Linked DNA regions of Zea mays: region 1 is linked to region 2. Evidence: chromatin contacts called from public Hi-C data. All regions are on one chromosome and are shown on one strand. Each heading gives the region's core, a stretch centred on a gene start, on an enhancer-like site or on the middle of the called end of the contact. The rest is flanking DNA. Distances are from core to core; before and after follow the strand shown. Region 1 holds the start of LOC100283524 (pleckstrin homology domain containing, family A). Region 2 holds the start of LOC100284286 (succinyl-CoA ligase beta-chain).

What was found. Hi-C and Micro-C count contacts between places; a contact is called where the count stands out from the background.
Region 1: a Hi-C map of leaf shows a contact between it and region 2, with 4 times the contacts expected there. The contact joins the promoter of LOC100283524 here to the promoter of LOC100284286 in region 2. A contact is called at or near these places in 3 of 25 Hi-C or Micro-C datasets (ear, leaf and tassel).

The regions. Positions count from the first base shown.
Region 1 is chr4:147,384,043-147,389,374 of Zm-B73-REFERENCE-NAM-5.0, reverse strand. It overlaps LOC100283524 (pleckstrin homology domain containing, family A), which reads right to left and starts at 2,281. Exons shown (of 8, transcript NM_001365195.1): 1 at 2,167-2,281; 2 at 2,013-2,076; 3 at 1,173-1,298; 4 at 577-632; 5 at 199-329; 6 at 1-106. The coding sequence starts at 1,290.
Region 2 is chr4:146,920,590-146,926,616 of Zm-B73-REFERENCE-NAM-5.0, reverse strand. LOC100284286 (succinyl-CoA ligase beta-chain) reads right to left here and starts at 2,710. Exons shown (of 12, transcript NM_001157181.1): 1 at 2,454-2,710; 2 at 2,261-2,371; 3 at 1,188-1,299; 4 at 588-652. The coding sequence starts at 2,555.

The sequences.
Region 1 (5,332 bases), core at 1,032-3,531, 460 kb before region 2:
AAATTTCTTCAAAGTCTTGGTGTATGAATCAGTGCAAGATTGACCCATGGTCCAGTCTGGATGCTCAAGCAGGTTACGAAACAACTCAACAAGGAAGTCCATGGCCCTGACATGTGAAATTTTGAGTAAACAAAAGTCACGTACTTGGCATGATGATCAAGTTGCAATGAGAAGTGACAAGAAAAAGAAACTAAGTACCTCGTCAGCCACAGAAGCCCATTTGTGCAGCTTGAGGAACCTTTTGCGGTCTTGTTTTGAACTTCTTCCTGAACCATGCTGTACAAGTGTTCATACTTTGATGGTTCTGAAGTATACTTGTTTTCCAGTCTCTGACAAAGAGGATCAAGTCAAGTGAAATTAAAAAAAAAACTTGAAACTCCGAGGACTCCAGAAGTGACAAATGAACTAAGCAAGAGGTAGAACAGTCTAAAGTAGCTATTGATATGAATTATCACAGTACAGATAACTGGAAGACAACATTAATACCACTGCCATCTATATACCAGCATAAAAGAATGGAAGGTAACCTATGGATGATACTAGTATGATAGAAATTATGCAGAAAGATTTTCTTACTGTGATATTGCCGCCGATATCACTCTTTACAATTGCCATAGCACCTCCAAATTTATCTGGTCCATAAAAGCAGGGGCTAAAGGGGCAAGCAATGAAAAACTGTTTATTGTTTAAGCAACACAAGTGCACCTCAGCATAAAAGAACACAGAACCACAGTTTTAAGACTCAACGATTTGCTCTTCCGCGGTTTAAGACAACATCGAAGCTAGATTTAAGGATCAACAAAAATATCGCAAAGATGTGTGCACAAAATTTGCAGCCATCCAAAATTCCAAGTTTATAATAAAACATGAGACTTTTACTGAATCCTGCATTAAACACCATGGTGGTTTAACAGAGAGTGTAAAAAAAAGCTTTTTGCATCTCTAAGGTGGCATAACCATCAAGGATAATTTGTCTTAGCTATAAGAAAACTTGTTTAGACGATTAATCTATCACGTGTCTTGTGAGAATAACTCAAGCCCATCCATTTCTCCCACACGACCACTGAACTTCTGAACTAAAGCATGGTACCGATTCACAGATTAAGTAATGCAGCTACTGCTACTCAAAATTTCAAAACCTCATGCAGTTGACAGCGAAGCAAATGAGTTACCGAGGACAGGCAATATTTGCTTGCAGACATCAAGGAAGGGCTTGGTGAGAATGACTCCGTTCTCTGCCTTGACATGCTTCATCGCTTCCAAAGAGGGGGTGAACACCGTCTGTGCCATCTCTGAACCTGCAAGAAAGTATATACATCATCACAGCAAATAGATTATGCTCGCTGAGAGGAAGGATACCCCCATTTCTATTATTTGCATAACAGAAATACAGTTAAGTCTTAGAAGTAACATTCAGAACAGCAAAAGAAAACGCTGCAGATGAACAGATACATCGCAGACACTAAACCTAGACAAAAGGGTGAACTACTGCAGATGAACAGATAAATCAGGTATTGACCTGAATACCCGATTCAAGTTTACCAATCAGAAAAAAAAACATGCGTCAGCAACAGCAAGCGCGGTTTAACCTCCCAAAAGGTCACAATACATCTTCCTAGTTTCCGGATTTAACGTTCACGCAGGAACCAGATCATTACAACCCAAAAGTCAACAGGTTTTCAAGCTCAAATAGTCTCCATTTATGAGCAGCCTCATCAAAACGAAAGAATCCAGCAAGTTGCCCACACATGATACACGTCTAAATCTCAATCACCCAGACGGCCTGCCCCAACATGCACCAGATTCAAACTAAACATACAACTTCTGATCTCTCACTGAATATTTGGATGTAACCACGAAATCCATGGATCAGAGCTCCACGGACTAAACACAGAACCACTGAACCAGCGTGGCCGGATTCAGAACTCCACTAAGCTCACGACATATGTACGCGCTAAGCTCGCGTCATGATCTGAAATCATACACACAGTCAAGAGTGATTGCGAACTGACCGTTCACGGATCTCGCAGCGGAATTCCCCTTCTTGCAACACGGCTTTCCCTGTCGGCGAGGACACTGCAGGAAGGACTAATTCGGAGGACACGAATATATATCCCCTTCTTTCACTAGCGGCTAGTGGCGAGAGAACGAATACCAACGCCATACCGATTTTTTTACGACGGAATCTCTGTGCCCCGATCACACGGAATCTCTGTGCCCCGATCCATGTGGCTCCCAAACCGAGGCGAAGACGAAAGCTAACACATATACCACACCGTGTAAACAGCTAATTTGTATGGACCGTCTAAATAGCCGTATAAAGTACTATTTTGTATTGTATATTATACCGTTTGCAGAGTAGAATTTGAAATAGGAAGTGTGATAGAAAGTTTGCTAGAAATAGTCTTAGGCTTTTTTAACAGGTCTCGTGTCTTGTCAAGCACACGAAAAATAGAAAACCACTGTTATTATAGCACAATCCAGTAGATCGTGAAAGTGGCTACGAAAAACGATATCCCCTTCTTGCGTCCCCTAAATGTGGGCTATCTCTCTCTCCTCTCTTTTTCACAATCTGCTAGAACCAATCGCTTCCACCCATGTGTATTCGCGCTTGCGGACGCACATTCTCTCTGTCCGCGCTCGAGAGCCGTGACGGTCTTACGCCATCTCTAGCAGATTCTCTATCCAATTTTCTATCGTATTCCCTATTTCAAGCTTAATCTGCATACAGTGTCAACAGTGTTATCTACAGTATCGTGTCTACTGTTTTACACGATCCACCAAAGACAGCCTTAAGAGTTAGCATCTACAGAACACAATCCAAATTCCACCCTTAATATCCTCACTAGAAAGAATGGCGCGACAACCTTTGATAGGCCAGCTCCTCTCATCTCTCCCGAAGACAATCCAAATGCTACCACCACTAAGGGTTAGCTCAATTGAGGGGAATATTCTAGAAAATAAAATATGACCAAACGTAAGGATTCAAAAAAGGGGAGAGAGTTCCTCGCTGATTTAGTGGTGATGGGTACTCTAGATGCCATCCTAAAGATGAATTGGTTACATAAGAACCAAGCCACAGTTAGTTGTGACAAGTGGACAGTGAAATTGGTATCCCCATCCGGAGAAGAGAAAATAACTGAGCTGATCATGCCTAACCCAAAGGAAGGAGCCTGCCACCAGATGATTGTTGGTAGTAAGGAGGCCAACCCACTCGAGGCCATCAAGGTTTTGTCAGAGTTTTCTAGATGTGTTACATGAGGAGTTACCGAGCATGCCACTTGATAGAAAGGTTGAGTTCGCCATAGAGCTTATCCCTGATATTGCCCCCATTTCTAAGATAACCTACAGAGTGTCGGGACCAGAATTGGTGAACTCAAGAAGCAGATTGATAAACTATTAGAGAAGGGTTTCATCAGACCAAGTACCTTTCCTTGGACCGCTCTAGCCTTATTCGTAGAGAAGAAGGATGGAACCAAGAGTATGTGCATAGATTACAGAGCTTTGAATGAAGTTACCATCAAGAACAAGTACCCCCTACCAAAAGGATAGAAGATCTATTTGACTAGCTCAGAAGAGCAGTGTTTTCTCGAAGATAAATCGGAGGTCAGGTTACCATAAGCTTAGGATCCGATCATCAGATATACTGAAGACGCCATTCATCACCAAGTATGAGTTATATGAGTACACAGTGATGTCCTTTGGTCTGACGAACGCACCAACTGTCTTCATGTACCTTGAAGGAAATGGGTGACGCCTAAGAGGGGGTGAATTAGGACTTCTAAAACTTTCACTAAACTAGGCCACAATTAAATCCCTAATGGAGCGCGATCGGTGAGTAAGGACTTTCACCTTTTTCCTCTTCGGCGCGGGCTCGCTTGCAGCAGCTGAAGCATCATCTTTCTCGAAAGTTACACTTTTTCTTTTTTGCCCCCGTGACGGGTAGCGGTAGTCAGGGTACATGAACCCAATAGCATCAAAAACTCTGTTCAATCTCTTCTTTTTCCGGCTTCCGAAGGCCGCAGATAGCTCATTATCTTCCGTTTTGGAGTACGGCCCAAGCAGTTTATCACTTGTAGCTTCGACACACTTTAGCCAATCGTCGTCTGGCTCAATAAATTGGTCTCCAAACCTGAAGGTATATTTTAGTCGAACCAAACCACCTTCGTGGGGGTTGCTGATGGCCTCTTTCGGCATCTCCCAATTGACTACTAATGGCCATATCCTATAGGCCACGTGCTCTTGGACTAAGTCCCTCGTCCCGATGAAAGAACAAACTATGCCAAAGGCCTTTCGGCATTCTTCGGCTGCTTCATCAATTTCTACCTTTGGTTTCCGGAAGCCGAAGCGCTGCCAGATAGGACGCATGATGATCTCTTTAATATCCTCCCGTACCTTTAAATCATTTTTCACATAGAACCATTCCTTCATCCAGTCTCCGGGCCATCTCTTCCGAAAGGTTGGCACGGGGCAGCTTGACCCAGAGCGAGCAACGAAGCTATAGCAGCCAAAATTGTTATGATACTGCTATTTACCCCAGGGCTTCGTCTCATATAAAAGTTCGTGCATACTGCAGAAACTTTTTACACTTGGCTCCAAGCCCTGACTCCTCACAGCCCATACGAAGATTCCCATTCTTATGATGGCTTCGGGAGTAATCTGGTGAAGAAAAATCTGGAATATCTTTAAAACCTCAACCACAAAGCTGCTTAGGGGGAATCGAAGCCCAGCCTTGAAGAAGCTTCGGAAGATCACGACTTCATTTTCTTCGGGAGTAGGAGAAGTCTTGTCTCCGTTGTCAGCCCTCATAATGGACACATCTCGAAAGTATCTTCCCCTCATATTGTCGAGATGACTTTGTTTAATAGTTGATTTTTCGAAAACTACATGACTTGGTCGCCAGGGTCGATCTTCGGAGTCTTCCCCGCCACTTTCCACGTCATAACTGTCGCTGTCACCGGTGTCTTCAGATAAACCTTCTAAAATCTCCCTAGTAATCTTATCTGTATTTGTCTTTGCTATTGATTCAATAAAGCCAAGATTCTTCTCCTCAGAAAGGCTCAGCTTCGTTTCAGCAACAACTTTTTTATCTTGAGACATCTTCGGAAATGCTGAAAAAGTGCTCTCAAAGCCGAAGCTAAGAAAATTTAAAAAACCAAGCAAGTGTTGGTGCGCAAGAGCTAAAAATCGAGCAAGCAAGAGCAGATGGCAAAAAAACGTGCCAAATGAGCTCGTGGTGTGCTCTTATTTATACGCCTAGTACGTTGAAAACAGGAGGGCCCCGCTTGTCATTGACTGTTGCTATTCTAGCAAAGGGAAGGTGTTTTTTCGG
Region 2 (6,027 bases), core at 1,461-3,960:
TAAAATTACTTTACATGAAAAATCTCGTAACATGGAAGTCATGTTGTCAATCTACCTACTTTATGTATTACTGGTCATAGTTAAACTTAAACTTTGATGGGAACGGAGAATGAAGAGAAAATGAATTACCTACTTTATGTAAAATTACCATATTTACTATTAGAGGGAGTACTTTTTTATGACAATGTGGTGCAATCCTGCTGTTACTGTTTCACATGAACATAAGAATGGAGAATGAAGAGAAAATGGATGCATGTGATACTTTGTGTTCTCATATAAGAGTACGAATTTCCTATTATTGACATACTAACTCAAGTACAGAAGGGTCAAAACTTGGTAAATGGAAGATGGAGAACCCGCACGACGGAGAACATTTGTAATGTTCTTAACAGCTCGACGTAAAGGAAAGTAATGGGTACAAACACAAACAGACCAAGAACGAAGAAATAGCATATCAAATTCTACAGAGAGTAAATGAACTAACAGGTAAACACACCAACAGACTGAGAGCAAACATGAAGCCAATCACGGTTCAAACAGAAACATATAATAAAAGCAAAAGATGGCCTCAATTAGTAAGTTCTAACCTTGCTCACAATCTTTCCCTCCGGACCAGTTTGTTTCGTTACCAGAATCTGGCCTAACATTTTACCTGCAGTATCAGTAGGACTCATCAGAGATTAAAATACATACCCGAAACATGACTGACTTGCATGAAACCAATCAACCAATCACAATGAATAAACAATCTTAAATTCTGGAATAAATGTGTGAACACAGAGATTTATCCACGTAGCAATATTCCTGATACAGATCCACCTAGTTAAACAAGAAAGTAATCATGCGCACTTCATCGTACAAGTAGAGTTTCATGGTAGCAAATTTCAGCACCCATCAATTCAAAATAAAATTAATGTATGAGAACAGAAATTAAGTATGTGCTTGTCCTTCCAGTTCATAGAAAGTAAAATTGGCCTTCTATGTTTTTTTATTTTTTGGCTTTAATCATAAACAAGGGAATGCAAATTGCAATGACAAATAAGTTTCATTATTGCAAATAGCAACAGTTGACGGGAAAGAAATCTAAGAAAATCTAGGAAGAACTGCTATAGTTTTTTTTTCCTTCATCAAATCACAGCATGCCAGCAATACATATTGAATTCAAGTAATTGCTATAGTACACTTACGTGCAATGCTTTCAGCTTCCTCAGCCTTAACAATATGGACACCTCCTTGCAGCCCACTTTTGAAAGTTCCCAGCCCTCGGCCACCAGCAAGGATTTGACTTTTAACAACTATCTGTAATGAGAACACCTTGACTATGAAACTGTGACTAAATTGCAATGAGCAAACTATATGTCTAATCTTAACTTAGATTACAAGCATACATGCTGCTTAGCTATATACGGAACCTTTTTCATAAGCATGCACAAATAAAAGGTCAGAAATATTGCACCCAGCATTTTCATAAAAAGCATGCATACATCATAAAGGTCAGAAATATTGCACATAGCATGGAGAAGAGTCGGTATGATAATGTTAGATATGACATGGAAGGTTGCATATAACTCCATTTGCAGCTAAGATAAATGTGACTGTTTATGCCAAATATAAAATACTGTTTATACCCACCAACTCAATAACCCATTGACCACTTAAAATACACCTAATTCCAGCACCCGTAAAAAAGAAAAATCAATCATAAATTGACCACCATACAACCACAACTCAGCATAAATTCTAAGTAAACTACATTCTTCTGGGTCTAGAATCACCGTGACTGTCACACCCAAGCCATGGACCAAGGTTATTAAAACTGTAAAACGTTGGAACGCTCATGGGTGAAATTTTGACTTTTAAACGTTTAAACTTTGTTTAAACGTAGTTTTAAACAACACAGGAAAAATACCAATACATCATAATTTCAGACAATAATATGAAGTTAAATACCAAAATAGAGAGGTTAGTGGCTTACCAAAACTTCACCCATGAGCTGGATTGAACCTCAAAAGTAACTAATAGACTGGGCCCAAAAGTAGCTAACGGTCTAAAATGCATAAAACACTGCGTTTTACAGTTTAGAACGCCAAAACGCTAAAACGTGGTTTCAACCTCTAATTAGAGTTTTGACGTTTAAACATCGTTTAAACGTAGTTTTAATAACACTGCCATGGACGACTGCATTTTGGATCACGAGGTGATAAGATGAACATAATGAGGGGTCGAATAACAGAAGATGAAGAAGTTGTGGCGTCATCACCTCTTTCTCACTGGGGAACATGTTCTTCAAGGCGTCATTGACCTCCTGTACGGACCCCGCCGCCGCACCCCTGGGTACGTTGATACCGTACTTCCCCATCAACTCCGCACCCTGCAGACCCAAACAATCCATCAGCCCCTGCCTCCAAACAGCACCAATAAATCAAAGTGAGAGATCTGGAAGCGCTGGACACCTGGTACTCGTGGATGTTGAGGCGGCGAAGCTGCTGGTGCTGCCATCTCCCGGCGACGGAGAGGGCGCGCGACGCAAGCTTGCCTAGCGATCCGCGAACCATGGCTGTGGTGACCTAGGCGGGGATGCTCCTCCGATCCGGTAACCCTACAAGCTTGGAAGACGCCTCTTTGCGATTTGTTATGTTGTTTCCCTTCCTTTTCACTCGATTTTCTCTCTCGTTTCCTTTCTTGCGGAAGGGACGAAGGGGGGCCGTGCGGGTGCGGCGGCGGGGTGCGGACCGGGCCCGGGGTAGACCAGACCAGTACACGTTGAACGGAGAATGGTTTCACTCAGAATGAAGTCATTCTCGATGGATACTAGCGGGTTACCCTACCTTGCGACGGCTCACAATAATAACCACATAAAGTATCCATCAAAAAGATCTCAAAGTTTTTTATTAATTGTCAAAGTTTTTTATTGATTGTCTCTTCTCTCCACATAATTTTTTTATTTGACTAAGCGAGTCGACATCGTGGTAAAGGAAAGGTCATGTAAACAGACAATGTCGAGCTATCGAATGGGTACCATAGGCAGCAAATCAGGGACCTCATCCCTCGCCTCCCCCACTTTCAAGGTTTTGTAGATTGGAAGAGGCAATCATACTTGTTCGTTGCCGGAGAAGGACACGACGAAGACATGGACATCTGGAGGCGATATAGGTAGTATACCACTAGATACATACACGAAGAGAGCACGCAAGCGGAGAATGAAGTTCATCCAGAGTAGCTGCAAACCGAGAGACACCTCACCAGACGTTAGTCCGAAAAGTGTCGGGGACCATAATTAGGGGTACCCCCAAGACTCCTAATCTCAGTTGGTAACACCCATCAGCACAAAGCTGCAAAGGCCTGATGGGCGCGATTAAGATCAAGGCTCAGTCCACTCAAGGGACACGTTCTCGCCTCGGCCGAGCCCAGCCTCGGGCAAAGGCAGCCGACCCCGGAGGATTCACGTCTCGCCCGAGGGCCCCCTCAAGCGACGGACACACCTTCGGCTCGCCCGAGGCCCAGTCTTCGCGGAGAAGCAACCTTGGCCAGATCGCCACGCCAACCGACCGTATCGCAGGAGCATTTAATGCAAGGATCACCTGACACCTTATCCTGACGCGCGCTATTCAGTCGACAGAGCCGAAGTGACCGTAGTCACTTCGCCGCTCCACTGACCGACCTGACAGGAATACAGCGCCGCCTGTCCTACTCCGACTGCCGTGCCACTCGCCAGAGTGAGGTCGACAGCGGCTAAGTCCAGCCTCGGGCACCATAGGAAGCTCCGCCTCGCCCGACTCCAGGGCTCGGGCTCAACCTCGACGCTGGACGACGGACTCCGCCTCGCCCGACCCCAGGGCTCGGACACAGCCTCGGCCTCGGAAGACGGTCTCCGCCTCGCCCGACCCAGGGCTCGGACTCAACCTCGACCTCGGAAGACAGACTCTGCCTCGCCCGACCCCAGGGCTCGGACTCGACCTCGACCTCGGAGGAGCCTCCGCCTCGCCCGACCTAGGGCTCGGACCGACCACGTCACAGGGGGGACCATCATTACCCTACCCCTAGCTAGCTCAGGCTACGGGGAACAAGACCGGCGTCCCATCTGGCTCGCCCCGGTAAACAAATAATGATGGCGCCCCGCGTGCTCCATGACGACGGTGGCTCTCAGCCCCTTATGGAAGCAAGGAGACGTCAGCAAGGATTCGACAGCCCCGACAGTTGTCCTTCCACAGGGCCCAAGCGCTCCTCCGACGGCCACGACATCACATGAACAGGGTGCCAAAACCTCTCCGACTGCCACGACGGCATGTACTTAGGGATCTAGCTCCTCTCTGCTAGACACGTTAGCACATTGCTACACCCCCCATTGTACACCTGGACCCTCTCCTTACGCCTATAAAAGGAAGGTCCAGGGCTCTCGTACGAGAGGGTTGGCCGCGCGGGAGAACGGGCTGACGCATAAGGCTCTCGCTCTCTCTCTCTCTCCCACGCGAACGCTTGTAACCCCCTACTGCAAGCGCATCCATCCGCCCTGGGCGCAGGACAACACGAAGGCCGCGGTTTCCCCTTACTGTTCTCCCCCCTTTGTGTCCCATCTCGCGCCGACCCATCTGGGCTGGGACACGCAGCGACAATTTACTCGTCGGTCCAGGGACCCCCCGGGGTCGAAACACCGACAGTTGGCGCGCTAGGTAGGGGCCTGCTGCGTGTTGACGAACAGCTTCCCGTCAAGCTCCAGATGGGTAGTCTCCAGCAACCTTTCCAACCCGAGACGATGCTCCGTTTCGGGAGTCTTGAGTTCATGTCCCTCGACGGCAGCTACGACATGATACTCCTTCCTTTGCCGCGCGACAGCGACAATGGCGGCCGTCAGCCCGCCCGCCAGCGGTGGAATCAACGACGTCTTCCCCACATGGCGGAAGAACAACATCCGGGTTTGTCCCGTCACCTCCCCCACCAACGGAGGAGGAGGCGAGGCAACCATGGCCAAGCAGGAGGCGGCACCTCATCGGCTGTCGAGCAAGTCGACGACGTCGGCGCCCCAGCGGGGGATACGTCGGGCTTAGACCTTGCGTCTGAGACGAAGACGAGCGTCGTTTCCCCGCTACACGCCAACCCCAAGCAGACGAACGACGCCAGCACGCTCACGAAGGACTTGCTGGGCGTCGCCCTCGTACCTGAGACAACGGTGCAGTCCGCCCCTGACGCGACTTCGTCACCGCCCGTCGACCAAGAGGTACCGACCGATTCCCATCTCGTGCCTTTTGGATTCAGCTTCGACCCACCAAGCGACCTCGCTTCGATGGAAGCCTTCATAGAGGCATGTACCAACCCTCCGAGGTACCATATGTGGTCGCCTTGGGACAGACTGACGGCCGTCTCGACCTACGGACCCTCGGGTTCTGAGGAAGACGACGAGCCCGACTTTTGTTGGGATTTCTCCAGGCTCGGTAACCCCAGTGCCATGCGGGACTTCATGACCGCATGCGACTACTGCCTCTCCGATTGTTCCGATGGTAGTCGCAGCTTCGGCGACGAGGACTGCGGCCCGAGTCGTGAATGTTTCCACGTCGATCTAGGGGGTCCCGGCGAAGGCAACCATCTTGGTATGCCGGAGAACGGCGATCCCCCTAGGCCTGCGCCTCGCGTTGACATCCTTCGGGAGCTAGCTGTGGTCCCAGTCCCTGCGGGGGGTCAGGACGCACAGCTCGAGCAAATTCGCGAGATGCAGGCCAGGCTCGACGAGGGAGCAGGAACACTTGAGCAGTTCCGGCGGAACATCGGCAAGAATGGGCAGACCAAGCTCCGGCCGGAGAAGCGCGTCATCTACCCCAGGGCATCCAGCACCGCATTGCCGACGACGTCAGGGCAAGGCCGCCACCGGCTTCCAGTGGGGTCGGCCAGAACCTGGCTGCAGCAGCAATACTACTCCGCGCGATGCCGGAACCATCGACCACCGAAGGGCGACGTATCCAGGGAGAGCTCAAGAATCTCCTGGAGGATGTCGCGGTCCGACGGGCCGAAAGCTCTACCTCCCGAAGGCAGGGG